Regions from separate parts of the Mus musculus genome. Here all the other regions are linked to region 1. The links are chromatin contacts, called in public ChIA-PET, Hi-C and promoter capture Hi-C maps. All regions are on one chromosome and are shown on one strand. The core of a region is the stretch at or near the end of the contact, and the rest is flanking DNA. Distances in the headings are between cores, read along the strand shown. Region 1 holds the start of Aggf1 (angiogenic factor with G patch and FHA domains 1). Region 2 holds the start of F2r (coagulation factor II (thrombin) receptor). Region 3 has its middle 5.6 kb from the start of Gm32640. Region 4 holds the start of F2rl1 (coagulation factor II (thrombin) receptor-like 1).

Region 1 (3,310 bases), core at 312-2,811:
CATGCATACAGGCATAAATACACCACCCAGACATTATACACACTATATAAAGAACAGGATGACAAAGTCTGATGACGTTTCAGTATCTAGACTAGAGATGTAGTTTTATAAGACACTAAATTATGGAGAAAACATTAGGTTAAAATTAAGTATCTGGAAATAACTTGTTAGGATAATATGCAACTGTTCAATGAACAAGGTAAAACTGTATTGTTTTTTAAGCATCACTGTCAAGCATCTGCCTCACTACAGATTATGAAAATGAAACACATTTCTAGTATCTGTAAGAAAGGCGGATGTACCTTCCTACAAGTGAACCCAAGAGGATAACTGAGGTCACCTTACACATGGAGTATGTTCAAGAGTGTAAAACTAAACTATGTTCCTGCTTTTAAACGTCACTGCTGTACACTATTATCACCCTGACTTTATAAACAGCAGGGAAACACGAGGTAGGAAATGGCATTCTAAGTTCTCAAAAGGGGATGGGTGGGTGTTGGCTCATGCCTGAAATCCCAGCCTAGGAGGGAGTCTGAGTTTGAGTCAAACTTGGGCTGCATTTTAAGACCTAAGCCAGGCTGACCTGCGTAGATTCTCAATTGAATCCCAAATGTGTGTGTTTGGGGGGCGAAGGGGGGGGGCGGTGGAGAAAAATGCAAGCCCACAACCTCAGCACTTGGGAAGTGTTGACATGGATCAAAAGTTGAACTTCAAGGTCATCCTCTGTTACACAGCAAGTTCAAGGCCCCAAATGGAGATTTCGTATCAACCAAAATAAGAATTAAAAACTCAACCAAACAAAACAAATAACAAAAAACTCTTAAACGTGACCCCCCCCCCCAAATAAATGCGCCCATTGCCAGTAGGACAGACGATCAAGACCATGTAGCCCATGCTGAAGTTCATTCTCGCCTGCCCTGAGACAACTGCCCAAACCAATTGGCTGGCACTGGCCAACTGGCTCCACAGGTCTTTGGGATTTTGACCAGCTCTGGGCTGTCATGACTTCCCAGGGTCCGTGGAGCAGGTCTGGCCCCGGCAGCCGCGTACCTGCGTGCGGAGCTCCTGGTTGTCGCTCTCGGCGTTGCGGTAGAGTCGCTCCGTGTGCTGCAGCAGCTTCTCCACCTCCCGCACCTGCCTCCGGCAGCTCCGCAGCTCGCGCTCCAACTTCTCCACCTTCCGCCTGAGCTGCGCCAGCTCCGGCTCCGGAGAGGCGGGCGGCGGCGGAGAAGGCGAAGGCGGCGAGGGCGCCTCGGAGGCCATGCGGCCGTGAGCGCCGAGCCCGCGGGGCGCGGACCGGGCTGCTTAGGACGACACCGGGGCCCACTGGCCCAGGGGCCACTGGAGCGCGCGGGCTGCGAGGGGCGGCCTCACGCTCGGACGACCGCAGCGGGCCCCGGCCATGTCGCCCCCGAAGACGGCGGCCGGGACTGCGAGCTTGGGGACGAAGCCGACTCTACCCGGGCCGCGCGGACACCCGCCCGGTGACAGTCTCCGGGAAGCCAGCGGACGGGAGAACTAAAGCGAACCCAGCGGAAGCCTCTAGTTCCGGGCTGAGCCGGAAACGCTAAGCCGGAGGAGGGCGGAGCCAAGACGGAAAAAGGAAGCGACGGAAAGCTAGAAGGGTCTGATCGCGCTGGTACACGGGGCTAGGAGCTGGGTACAAATTGGTGTTTATGTGCCCAAACAACGGCCTGTGTTTTTACTTCCGATTGTTTCCCTTGTATTGTAGTGTAGGAGTTTGAGTCCGATTGGTGAAATGTTTCCCCATTCAAAATCGAGGGTTCTTCCAATGTACAAGTATTCTTAGAAGTGCACTTTGTAAGTTCGCCTTATAATGGGAACTTTAACATTGAATTCTCTTCCCAGACTAAAGGGATTCACACGACATAGCTTTGTTAAGAGCATGTCCTTTACATAGCTTTGCAAGACCATCACTATCATCTGTCCCGTTCCTGTTACTGGAGGACTACTTATGAGCTCTCCTTTAGTCTGTTACCATAAAACAACCATATAATCGCGATGGTTCTGTAGGATGCCTTTTTTTTAAAAAAAAAAAAAATATGAATAAAAAAACCTTACTTTTATACATAGTCAGTATGTGACCCAGCAAAGCCACTCCTGACTCCCAGTCAACATATCACAGAGAGACTTGGCATATTAATTATAATAGCTAAGTTACAAAACCCGACAAGGTGACTAACAACAGTGTTGTGAATTAAGGAAGATATGGCATATATACGCAATGTATTTTTAAACGATAAATTAAAATAAAATTAAGTTATTTGTAGCAAAATGGTTTATATTTACAAATAGATATATCTGGAGATACGGAATTAAGCCAGTTCCAGAAAAGCAAATACCATGTGTTTTCTCTTACACATGGTTCCTAGGTTTTGTATAGATTTATAAAATCATTTATCTATATTATCTGATCTGCTAATAGCATAAATAGATAAGGATAAAGATAATTATTTTTATGACATGAGAGTAACAGCAACTGTGTAGGGGAAGAGAAGAGATTAGTAAGGGGGAGAAATGAGGCCAAGGTAAAGGAAAGAATATACTTAATGTAAAAAAAGTATGAAAATGCCCTTATGCGACACAGTACTGTGTACAGTGAATATATACGATGGGGCTTTTTAAAAGACTGAAGAGAAGTATTTATTTTCATTTTGTGAATTTTTCCAGTGTTCGGCTACAAAGGTTAAATAAAATCTTTACTCAAAAGTACAGAGTCACATGTGGTGATACAAGCCTGTGATTCAAGTACTCAGAAGACAGAGGCAGGTGAACTGACAGCCTGTGGCAGAGCAAGTCCCTGGCCTGCCAGAGCTGCAGAGCAAGAAAAGCTGAGGCAGGAGGATCCTGGGTTCTTGTCTGGCCTAGGCAACATAGCAATATGCTGTCCTGAAGAATAGCAACAATCTTAGTAAGAAACAAAGAGTTAGGCTTGGGTTTAGCTCAGTAGTAAAGCTTGTGTTAACATAAGTGAGACCCTAGGTTTGATACCCAGTACCAAAACACACATAAACATGTGGGAAGCCACATGTGCCGTTGCCAGGTGGCACTGGCTACTGCTGGCTACCACGCATAAGTTTTGGGCAAACAACCAATGTGTACATATGCAGTAAAGTTTTTTGCCAAGTCACTGCCTGGCCCGGACATGTTAATGAGGTACTGAGAATATAACCAATCAGATGTGAGACATGCAAATGAGGTATGTTAATGAGGTTCTGTGAGGTACTGAGAGAGTAGCCAATCAGATGAGGACCATGCAAATGAGGCATAGTGCTTAACCAATCCGGGT
Region 2 (3,310 bases), core at 546-3,045, 240 kb after region 1:
CATTCTTGAGGAGCGATTAGAGACTGGGTGAAGTGAGGAATATGTCAGGGGAAGTAGAGCAAGGCTGGGGCCCGTCTTGTACAGGGACCTCTTGCTTCTTGCCAAGGGACTGGGCTTGGCCTAGAGATAAGGATGGCCGTCTCTGAAATCCCAAGGCACTTGGCCACAGTTACCCACAGCCATTCTCTCTTTATGCAGCGGTAAGGAGAAGCAGATTTGTTTTTGGCTGAGTTTGTGAGTTCACTTATTGTCTGTACCCAATGTAGGGGGACCACTCCTATAACTCCCCCCCCCCCTCAAGGCAGGCCACTCAATCTCTCTGGGCCTTATTTTTAGAATCAGAGAAAGGGGATAAATGTCTCCTTATCATACCTATGATCTGTGCTGGCCACATCTCATAGTCTATATTTTAAAAGGCCTGTCCCAAAATAAAAGCGAGGAAGTAACCTAAAGTTATGTGAGCTCGCACCTCCATGTACACTTTGGATCGTCCTCCCCCTCACGGCTGCTGATGATTAAGGTCTAAGGTCGGCTACCCAAACACAGGCAGGCTGGTTAGCTGCTGCTCGGCGTGGGGGCCCTCTGTGGGGCTCTGAGTTTTCCCATGAGCACCACTCAAGCTCACACTGAAGAAAGACAGACAACAGGAAACACCCCACTCTTTGTCACCTCCTAATCCTTACATGTGGGAGCACCGAAGTGCACATTCTTTCAGAGATAACAAAAACTGAAGAAAACCCACTAGATTTTCTTCAGCGTGAAAGGAACGGCTAAAGGTGTCCCTACTAAGAAAGTCGAAACAATTGGGAACTTTACAGGCTACGCCTCTGCTTTGGAGAAAAGAGAAAATATTTGACGAAATAAGTCGACCAAACTAATTTATTTGGTCAAACTGGCAGATATTTAAAAATACACTGTAAGTAACGAATGTCCTTGCGGCAGATGAGAAATTCCATTGAAAAAAACTAAGACTAGATAATTTCTAGGTGCGCCTGATTCTGAAGAGGGGTCCCTTTTCTCCATGCAGAGAAACAGGTTTCCGATAACAAAGACCTACTCCACTCCCTGCAACCAGAAACCTTCATCACCTCCTGGGTACCAGGCCAAGCTGGGGGCTGTCCGGTCTTTATTGTGTGACTGTGAATTTTTTCTTTCACATCGCTTTTCCCTCCTTGTAAATCAAACGAGAAAACGAGTTTCCATCAAAGCAAAAACTTGAGGAGAGTGGTTCCACTGCACACCGAAAGCCCAGAATCACAAGACCCTTTCTTTCTGAAGGTGGTCTTGTAAAACAGGCCACACAATGACAATTAAAGCGACTGTGGAGACCGTTCCGCGGACCCTCGGGCCCCTCTCCGGATCCAACACCCGGTGGCCCGCGGACTGCACCCTCCAAAACCGAGTCCAAAAGAGCATCGGCCGTGCGGGGAGTGGGGAGGATATGGTGCGCCCCACATGGATGTGACTAGGGGAACCTCTAGATCTCGGCCCAAATGACTGTTTGGCTCCTGGGGGAAACTGAGGCAGGGTTGCAGCCAGGAGCACCCCCTCACGGAGCTGGCGCAACCTAAAACTTCTGATAGCTTCCCCCATGCTCACCCACCCGCAGCTCTTACCTGGCTGGCTCATAGGGACGCGGGAAGACAGCAAGGGACCGCACAGGCTGAGGCCGAGGGCGACGATCAGCAAGCGCCGGGGCCCCATTGTCCCAAGGCTGCCCGCGCGGCCCGGCGCCCGCCGTCGCCTACTTCTTTCTGAGTAGCTCGGTCGGAGCCTGCGGGTGACTAGAGGCGACTGCGCGGCCCCTGGGTGAGTATTTGGAGGCGGTTCAGGGGCGTGGGGCGGGGCTCCGCGGGCTGTGCGCGTGCCCGCAGTCTCCGCTCGTGCCCGCAGCCCCTCGCTCCGGAACCCAAGCGGCAGACCGCACCAGATGCTCGCTCCTCCCCAGTCTCCCCTTGTCCCACCCGGTGTGGTTGAGCTGCAAGCCTGGGAGTGACTCAGCCCCTCGGGGTCTTCGGAGAGCGCCTGCGGCCGCTTCAATGACTCTCCTGGGACGTGGAGCAAGGGAAGCGAAGCTAGACGGGGACAGTCCCGTGGTGGTGCTCCAAGTCTCTTCTCCTCCCCGGCGTCTGGCTGCACACAAGTTTGGAGTTTAGCTAAAAGTTGGCTACTGACTTCTGTCCGTCCGTCCCCGTCCCCCGTCCCCCGTCCCCCCGTCCCCCCCGCCCCCCTGCAGTGACAAGGGTGTCCCCAGATATGTGGACAGAGTGCTTGACATTTCTCGAAATTCTTTTATTTTGCGAGCTTAGATGGATCACGTTGAGCCTTTGATCTTCCACACACGAGTGGAAGTGGACCAGGTATCCAGGCGCTGATTCACCAAGCTCTTGCTTACCGAACTCTGCCTCCCCTGGTGACCCAAGCCAGAGCCTCAGCCACAGGCCCCAACGCCCAGGGCTTTCTCACCAGAAAGATGTTGGGTGGGAAGAGGAGGGGTAGCACTGAGGAATTTTAAAGGGTCCTTCCCAGGTCCTTATGGTTTGTGCTTGACTACATTTCAGCGTTAGATATCAAAAGAAGGGGGGGGGTCATGGCTGAGGCCTAGCGAGAGGGAGCCCCAGCTTATTTTGTTTAGAAAGAGTCTAGTGAGGAAGACACCCCGGAAATTAATCCTGGTCCTCTACCCAGTTTCTGAAAGAGCCAGCTCACAGCTTAGCGCTCTGAAGTGCTGTGATTGTCTTAGGGTTTCTATTGCTGCCATGAAACACCACGACAAAAAGGCAGGTTGGAGAGGAAAGGGTTTATTTGGATTATATTTCCATATAAGTGTTCATCGGTAAAGGAAGTCAGGACAGGAACTCAAAACAAGGCAGGACCCTGGAGGCAGGAGCTGAAGCAGAGGCCATGGAGGGGTGCCGCTTACTGGCTTGCTGTTCACGCTTGCTCAGCCTGCTTTCTTACAGAGCTCAGGACCATTAGCCCAGGGATAGTACCACCTACAATGGGCTGGACCTTTCCCCATCAATCACTAATTAAGAAAATGCGGAATCCCAACATTTGGATCAATGCAGAAAACAAGATCAGAGGCCATCTCCTCCCCTTACCCTCAGAGCTGCCTCACAATCTTCCTAAGTTGCTCTGTCAGTTGTGCAATCACCCAGCTAGACAATGCCATGTAAAATCCTTCCCACTGGAATCTTTTGAGAAAGCATATTTTAGGGTAAGTGGGGACAATTAGCACATGTCTGCACACAATAATAACATGGTATCGTTTTCTCACCTCTCTGAAATGCTGTGGGGGTTTTAGGTT
Region 3 (3,310 bases), core at 266-2,765, 180 kb after region 1:
CTCACTCTCACACACATATATACTCATATACATACATACACACATATACTCACATATAAACATACATATAAATACACACATACACATAATACGCATACTCATATAAGTCCACAAAATAAAGACACATGAACATACACAAACCTGTCTTCACACAGCCTAATCAATGCTTCGTCACTGAGTGAGATACCTAACCCATAGAAAATTAAATTGCTTATCTTTAGCACCAAGGATTGAACCCAGGGCTTCGTGCATGCTAAGCACATGCCCTACCACTGAACTACAGCCCCAACACTCAAGAAAAGGAGTTTCAATGCTCCCTTTGCTCTTCCAAAATCAGATTTACATATAATTTGTAATTTATTTTTAAAACATTTTTTGAAGGTTTCTGGTTTTGCTTGTTTTGAGACAGGGCTTCTCTCTGTCCTGGCTGACCTCAAACTTCCTTTGTAGACCAGGCTGGCCTCAAACTCACAAAGACCCACCTAAATGCTGGGATTAAAGGCGTGAACTTAATTTGTAATTTTTATGTAATCAAAAATAGTTTTAAATTATTTTGTGTGACTGAGTGCTTTGCCCGCACACATGTATGTGCACCTCTAGGGACATGCAGTGTCCACAGAGGGTGGACTAAGCACTGGGTCTCCTGAACTAGAGTTGTATATAGTTGTGAGCTGCCATGTGGGTGGTAGGAATCAAACCCTGGTCCTCTCAAGAACAGCAAATGCTCTTAAGCCACCTCTCCAGCCCCTTCATGTAATCTTAATAGACCAACATGACATGAAGAAGATTCAAGGAAATTACCGACAAATCATTTGCTCATAAAAACATAATTGAAATAGTGTCTTCCAATGGTATACATGCATTGTGTAACTACACTAGGGAGATCTCCAAATTTGTGTCCTCTGTATATTGAGAGGCATAGCCAATGAGCACAGCCATGATTATACACTTTCTGAAAAATCCAATGTACAGGCGAGCATGCTTCTAATGGGTAGATATGTGCCCAGTAGTAGAGGATGTTCTGTGAAGAGCTAGACACAGCCTTCTCTGAGGAAGGCAGTGGTCAGGGAAGAGTGAAGAGGAGAGAGGAATATTTGCATTTTCTCTCTATCTTGTTCTGTACTTTGCATCTTTAAAAAAAAAAGAAAATCCTTGTTTCATAAAAAGCATGACATGAGCATGTTGGTGGAGCCTCACGAAGCAGCCAGTGGCCTGGCGAGCTTGCTGGTGAATACTGTGCCTCTGGGTAGCAGAGCATGGCTGTGTGGTTGGCTTTGGCCTGTGGTCTTTAGCTCTGCCAGCTGTGTGGCCCGGAAGCCGTGGACTTCCTTATTGCTAGTGTGCCTCTGGGTTTTGTGTCAATACCACAGCATACCTGTGGGAAGTGCTGGCCGGCAAGGCTGGCCGCTGACTCCCCATAGCCAAGTATTCCCACAGGCCTCACCCTCTTCCAGGCCTGAGTCCAATTCATTTGCCCTGGGGCAACCTGAAAGCCAAATACAGGATGATAGCTGTCCTTTGGCTTAATCAACTGTCAGCGATCACTGATCACGAGGTGAATGGAACAGTTCTGTGTGCCCTGCAGTGGGAGAGCGCTGCTGTTTGGAAATGACACTGAATTTCTGTTCCTGCACTGCAGCTTACCAAATAGTCATTGAGCTGTGTTTCCCCACCTGGAAGACGGGAAGGATTTGTTGGGATAGACTGTGTCAGTGCAGGTCAAAGTGCCTGCTGCCAGCTCTTTGGGTCCGGTTATTGATTAGAATCCTCAGTTCTATAACATTTCACTCTAGTGTAAATGTCTGGATCGCTTGCCCCCAGATTTGCATATGAAAAACTGTGAAGGAGCAGACAAGATAGAATGAGTGAGCCTTTAAAAAGATGGTTTATTAGCCTGGTTTCCAAGATAATGTTCTTGGTAATCCAACAGTGGCTGTTTGACTCAGGAGAGGTTGAGAGTCTGGTAGAGGCGGGATGTCTCAGCAGCCCCAGTGGGGCCCGGAAGCTCTGGAAGATTTGTGAAGTGCTGCTGCTGCTCTTCTGTCTGTGCTGGAATCCTCAGAGATGCTGGTTCTAGTCTCGATGAAGGAACGAAGGAACGTCACAGATGATCTTGCCGGGAGGGATGGAGGTGACAGTCAAAGAGCAGTTTCCTTTTCCCATGTCCTTACACCTGGGCCGCCACCAGAGGGTGGGACTTCCTGCTTCAATGAATCTGCTCAAGAAAATCCCTCAAAGGAGTGCCTAGTAGGTTGCGTTTTAGTTGACTCTAGATTTGCACAAACCTACAATCAAGGCTAACTATTACAGAAACCTAACCCCCCAGAATTTAGAGTGGCTGGTAGGGCTCCGGGATGAGACAAAGGTAAGGAAGGCGGAGTTAATGAGCATTGACTGGGGACATTTTGACCCTGTCAGGGGCATTGGTAATATTTGGATATTTTCTTTTCTCCTCTTTCCCTCCCTTTTCTTTCTTATCACAACTAGGGGCAGAGCTGGGCTGGCACACCACTGATGCTGCTAAGCATCCCGAGGTACACAAAGTTGAACTCAAACAATTGTCTCTTTAAAGACTGATTGATTGATGCATTTATATATATGAGTGCTCTATCTGAATGTACACCTGCGTGTCAGAAAAGGGCATCAGATCCCATTACTGATGGCTGTGAGCCACCATGTGGTTGGTTGCTGGGAAATGAACTCAGGACCTCTGGAAGAGCAGTCAGTGTTTTGTTTTGTTTTGTTTTTGATTTTTCGAGACAGGGTTTCTCTGTATAGCCCTGGCTGTCCTGGAACTCACTCTGTAGACCAGGCTGGCCTCGAACTCAGAAATCCTCCTGCCTCTGCCTCCCGAGTGCTGGGATTAAAGGCGTGCACCATCACCCCGCCCAGCGAGCAGTCTGTGCTCTTAACCACTGAGCCACTTCTCCAGCCCACAACTGTCTCTTGAAAAGAGCATCAGTGGTGCTGCAGCTAGGATGCTCTATTGGAGCAGTCGTTCTTCAAACAGGTGATGGTCTTTTATTGGGAGATCCAGAGGGCAAAACTGAGAACCCAGGAAAATGTTCTCTCTGTGTCTTTCTCCTGCTTCCTGATTCTTACTCCTTTTTTTTTTTTTTAAATATTTTTGTTTTTAATGTGTACAAGTGTTTGGCCCGAATATACGTCTGTGTATCACACGCTTGCCAAGTGCTCATGGAGAGCAGAGGACAGTGCCAGACCCTCTGAGCCTGGAGTTACAGGCAGTTGTTAGCCACTGTGTTGGAGCTGAGCATTGAACCTGAGCCTTCCGGAAGATCAACCAGTGTTC
Region 4 (3,310 bases), core at 248-2,747, 150 kb after region 1:
TCCCGGTATCTAAAGTCTCTGTTACTAGACTAACTCTTTAGGAAAGTTACCGGCAATGGAGCATAATTATGCAGAGAGAAAAGCCAAGTTGGGATATTAAGTAGCTCGGGTTAACAAGTAACCCAATTTTTTTGTTGTTGTTGTTAAAATCAAGTTCACCACGTACGCTAGGAACCTCTACCTCCCAATCTCCTCACTCTGAAAACAGAGGAAGCCGACTAATCAGGGTATGCTTCCTATACTAGGTAAATCACGAAAGTAATCACCTCCAACCACTTTTTTTTTAAGTTTGCACACACTTTGTTCCTGAGTTTTTAAATTTCTAACTTTAAATGACAGGCAAACGGAGAGGGGTTGGACGCTCTTCTACAACTTAACGACAAAGTAAAAGTGAGAAATAGCCTTTAAGACTACAGCAAGTTTAGAACGGAAACGCCAGGCCGGGTTTTGCAATAGCGCTATCACTGGTAGCAAACACCCCCCCACCCCACCCTACAGCCTACAGAGGTCTCCGTGGCTTCTAGAAGGGCCAGTTCGAGCTCACCAGGAGCTGCAACGCCCAAGCCGGCAGCGGGCCAGAGGAGCACCGCCCCGAACCGCTTTCCTGCAGTTCGGTTCCTTGGGCATGGCAGCCTCAGAGAGAGACCTGGGTGGCTGCCAGTGTTCGCTCCCGGCGGCGGGAAGGTCTCGAAATCTCTAGGCTGGAGATTTCACCTGGTAAGGGTCCGAAAGGGCCCCTTCTACCACCACGTGACATTCAAACCGCCTGAGTCCCGTGCCCAGCGCATCCACTGCGATGCCAGGTACCGTAGCCCCGAGTGGGTCTTGAACACTGTGGTTCAACCCGCAAAGAAAGGGTTCAGTGAGTGGGTGGGTGCGAGTGTAAAACTCGAGGTGGGAACTTCCCAGGGCACGGGCTCCCACTCACTCCACCCATACGTGAGCCATCAAACTGCTATAATCCGGGGGTCTAGTAAGACCCTATAGGACGTAGTTCGCAGGGTCCGCGAAAACCAATTACTGACTCAGTGTTTGTAAAGGAACGACCGCAGGGAGGGGAGGCTGAGTCCTGCGGGCGCTCCTTCCTTATCTCCCCGAACCACGTCGACGAGTAGAGATTGGAAGTGCCCAGACCAGGATTGTTTCTAGCGCGTCTTTGGTGGCACTTAGGTGTCCCGGCTGATTGGTCCTGGTTAGGGACCCCCATCAAAGCTACAGAGAGTGTCCAGGGGGTGTGCCCGCCTTCCCCGATTCCCCCACCAGCCCAGAGCGTTCCTTCGCCGCTCGAGCTCACCCGGTGCAAGGTTCTCGGTCCGGCTGCAGGAGACCGAGGCCGCCAGAAGGGTGATACCTCCCAGCAGCCACGCCAGGCTGAGACTTCGCATCCCCGGACGTGGGGCGGGCGGGCAATCCGCCACCAGTGGTTCGAAACTCGGAGCCCTACTCTGAGCACAGGGTCCCTTCCCTTAACACGAGCTTCACTGAGCCTTCCTGGGGCGGGACCTGTTTCAGTGAAACCGGAGCCCCTAGACGCACCTGCGGAAGACCACGCCCCCAGGAGACCACGCCCCCTCGAACGTCCTACGCAGGCCACACCCCGGGCCACCTGGCCCAGCACAGCCTGACCGTAGCTCCCGTGTGCTGGCCAGCGTCCACTTGGCTGCTGGAGTCGCCTGCGGGTGAGGCTGGACCGGTGAGGTGGCTACATTGGAATGCAAATGACAGGAAGGTTGGGACCCAGGGTTTTAGAGCCTGGGCGATGTCCAAAACTATCTTTAACCTTTAATTACTTCAGAGAACCAGTGAGGTCATCCTGTGAATGTTAGAAAGTCTATGCTAGTTGCCTTTGTCTTCAGTAATTGGTGTGGAAGGCTTTGTGGTGTAATGGGCAGTGCGGGACCGATATGAAAGGGGTTCTTGTTGGTTATTGTTTTGTTGATTGTTGTCTTGGTTTGCCTTTTTGCGAAAGCTTTCTTTCCCTACTACCCACCTGACTTCAAACTTGTGACGATTCTCCAGCCTCGACCTCCTAAGTGCTGGGGTGCCAGGATTGTTCCACCAGTTCTGGGATTAACTCATCTGTTATCCAGTGTCATTAAACAAACCTGGATGTGTGGGAAGCACTAACCGCCAATGGTTCAGTACTGTTAGCTTGTCTAATGCCCTCAGCACTGTATGTGCCCGCTCCATCTGTCTTCCCATTTTACAGAATAGGAGATGGAACTTAGAATGTTTGCTGCCTCTGGGGTTACACAGTTCTTTGGCACAGTTTGTAAATGTCCAAGCTCAAGTCTATGACTGAAATTTGTCCACAACTTGTTGCTCTATACCTGATTCCACTCGGGTCTCTTCTGCATCGTGATCCCATGTTCCAAAGAAATATATAAGCATGGGTTGGGGTGTGTAGCTTGGTAGTAGAGCACATGCTTAGCATGTCCAAGGACCAGAGTGAATCTCCCCCACAGAGACAGAGGCAGGAGCATAAAGAATTGGAGACCATTTGGGCTACATAGTAGAACCCTATCTTAAAAATAAATTAAAACTAGGACAATAAGTCAGACTTTACTGTTGTTCAAGAAAACTGTGGTTTGAATTACAGAGAAGATACTGGAAGGATTCATAAACGGAAGAGACTCGGATGAGCCCAAAGCAGGTGTCTCCACGGAGAGGGGATTTCAATGTAGGAAGGGCTGGCTGCAGTCCTGGACAGCTCTGAAATGATGACAGAGTTAGAAGAGAGACCGGAGTTAGCCATTTCTCTCAGGTTTGAGGACATCCACCTGGCATGTTGCAGAGGGGTTCCACTCCAGAGGGAAGGGTCAGGCAGTCACTGTTGATAGTTATTAATATCTGCGCAGCCTTGAGCCAAGTGGTCACCGCCATGTCCCATAAGTGTGTAGAATGCAGCTTCCATCTGATGCAAGATCTGGGTCACACCTCAACATGCCTGATGGATGGTTAGTCTTCTGCCTGTTCATTCTGCCCCAACGGGATCACACACAGCCAGAAATCAAAGGAAGAGAAGCAAATGGTCCTGAATAGGCCATGAAAATAGAATGCTTCCTTTCTAGATAACAGAAATGGACAGGTAATGGACACGGACACACACTCAAGAGTGGTCAGAAAAAGCAGCCCAAGGGTTGAGACAATTCTCTTTAATGGAACATCTCTGGAGGGGTCTCCCGTGGCTGTGTCTCAAAGAAGTTCTTTGGGAATGTGAATGGAACTTAGCTTTTTCCTTTGTGTAGCCTTGGGTGTGGTCTGGCTTCTCTCCTTCTGTGCCTCTATAACCTTGGATAAACTATTCACA

Evidence for each region. Promoter capture Hi-C pulls out the DNA fragments that hold promoters and counts their contacts. Hi-C and Micro-C count contacts between places; a contact is called where the count stands out from the background. ChIA-PET counts read pairs in DNA pulled down with a chosen protein or histone mark.
Region 2: a contact with region 1 is called in an RNA polymerase II ChIA-PET map of memory CD8 T cells, with 100 read pairs. The contact joins the promoter of F2r here to the promoter of Aggf1 in region 1. A contact is called at or near these places in 2 of 39 promoter capture datasets (embryonic stem cells and hippocampal neurons), 1 of 484 Hi-C or Micro-C datasets (CD8 T cells) and 1 of 115 datasets of contacts at active chromatin or transcription factors (memory CD8 T cells).
Region 3: a Hi-C map of the C2C12 cell line shows a contact between it and region 1, with 2.0 times the contacts expected there. The contact joins the enhancer-like site here to the promoter of Aggf1 in region 1. A contact is called at or near these places in 9 of 39 promoter capture datasets (the 3T3-L1 cell line, the SN4741 cell line, embryonic stem cells and 2 more), 1 of 15 datasets of contacts at CTCF or cohesin (embryonic stem cells), 36 of 484 Hi-C or Micro-C datasets (the C2C12 cell line, the G1E-ER4 cell line, the N1E-115 cell line and 11 more), 9 of 115 datasets of contacts at active chromatin or transcription factors (the NIH/3T3 cell line, bone marrow-derived dendritic cells, embryonic fibroblasts and 4 more) and 3 of 9 other capture datasets (adipose tissue, embryonic stem cells and liver).
Region 4: a promoter capture Hi-C map of macrophages shows a contact between it and region 1, with 6 read pairs. The contact joins the promoter of F2rl1 here to the promoter of Aggf1 in region 1. A contact is called at or near these places in 5 of 39 promoter capture datasets (the 3T3-L1 cell line, embryonic stem cells, macrophages and 2 more), 5 of 484 Hi-C or Micro-C datasets (the G1E-ER4 cell line, embryonic stem cells, epidermal suprabasal cells and 1 more), 15 of 115 datasets of contacts at active chromatin or transcription factors (effector CD8 T cells, embryonic stem cells, epiblast stem cells and 6 more) and 2 of 9 other capture datasets (adipose tissue and pancreatic islet).

Annotation. Positions count from the first base shown.
Region 1 is chr13:95,373,796-95,377,105 of GRCm38.p6, forward strand. It overlaps Aggf1 (angiogenic factor with G patch and FHA domains 1), which reads right to left and starts at 1,562. Exons shown (of 14, transcript NM_025630.3): 1 at 1,051-1,562. The coding sequence starts at 1,263.
Region 2 is chr13:95,616,671-95,619,980 of GRCm38.p6, forward strand. It overlaps F2r (coagulation factor II (thrombin) receptor), which reads right to left and starts at 1,796. Exons shown (of 2, transcript NM_010169.4): 1 at 1,617-1,796. The coding sequence starts at 1,704.
Region 3 is chr13:95,552,731-95,556,040 of GRCm38.p6, forward strand. No RefSeq gene overlaps it. Among named protein-coding and RNA genes, the nearest start is that of Gm32640, 5.6 kb to the left of the region's middle. Within about 2 kb of position 1,516, at least 52 of the 459 cell types and tissues checked have an H3K27ac peak or open chromatin away from gene starts, as enhancers often do. A contact at or near this core is called in the C2C12 cell line, the SN4741 cell line, liver and 1 more, where this site is marked.
Region 4 is chr13:95,523,743-95,527,052 of GRCm38.p6, forward strand. It overlaps F2rl1 (coagulation factor II (thrombin) receptor-like 1), which reads right to left and starts at 1,498. Exons shown (of 2, transcript NM_007974.4): 1 at 1,295-1,498. The coding sequence starts at 1,385.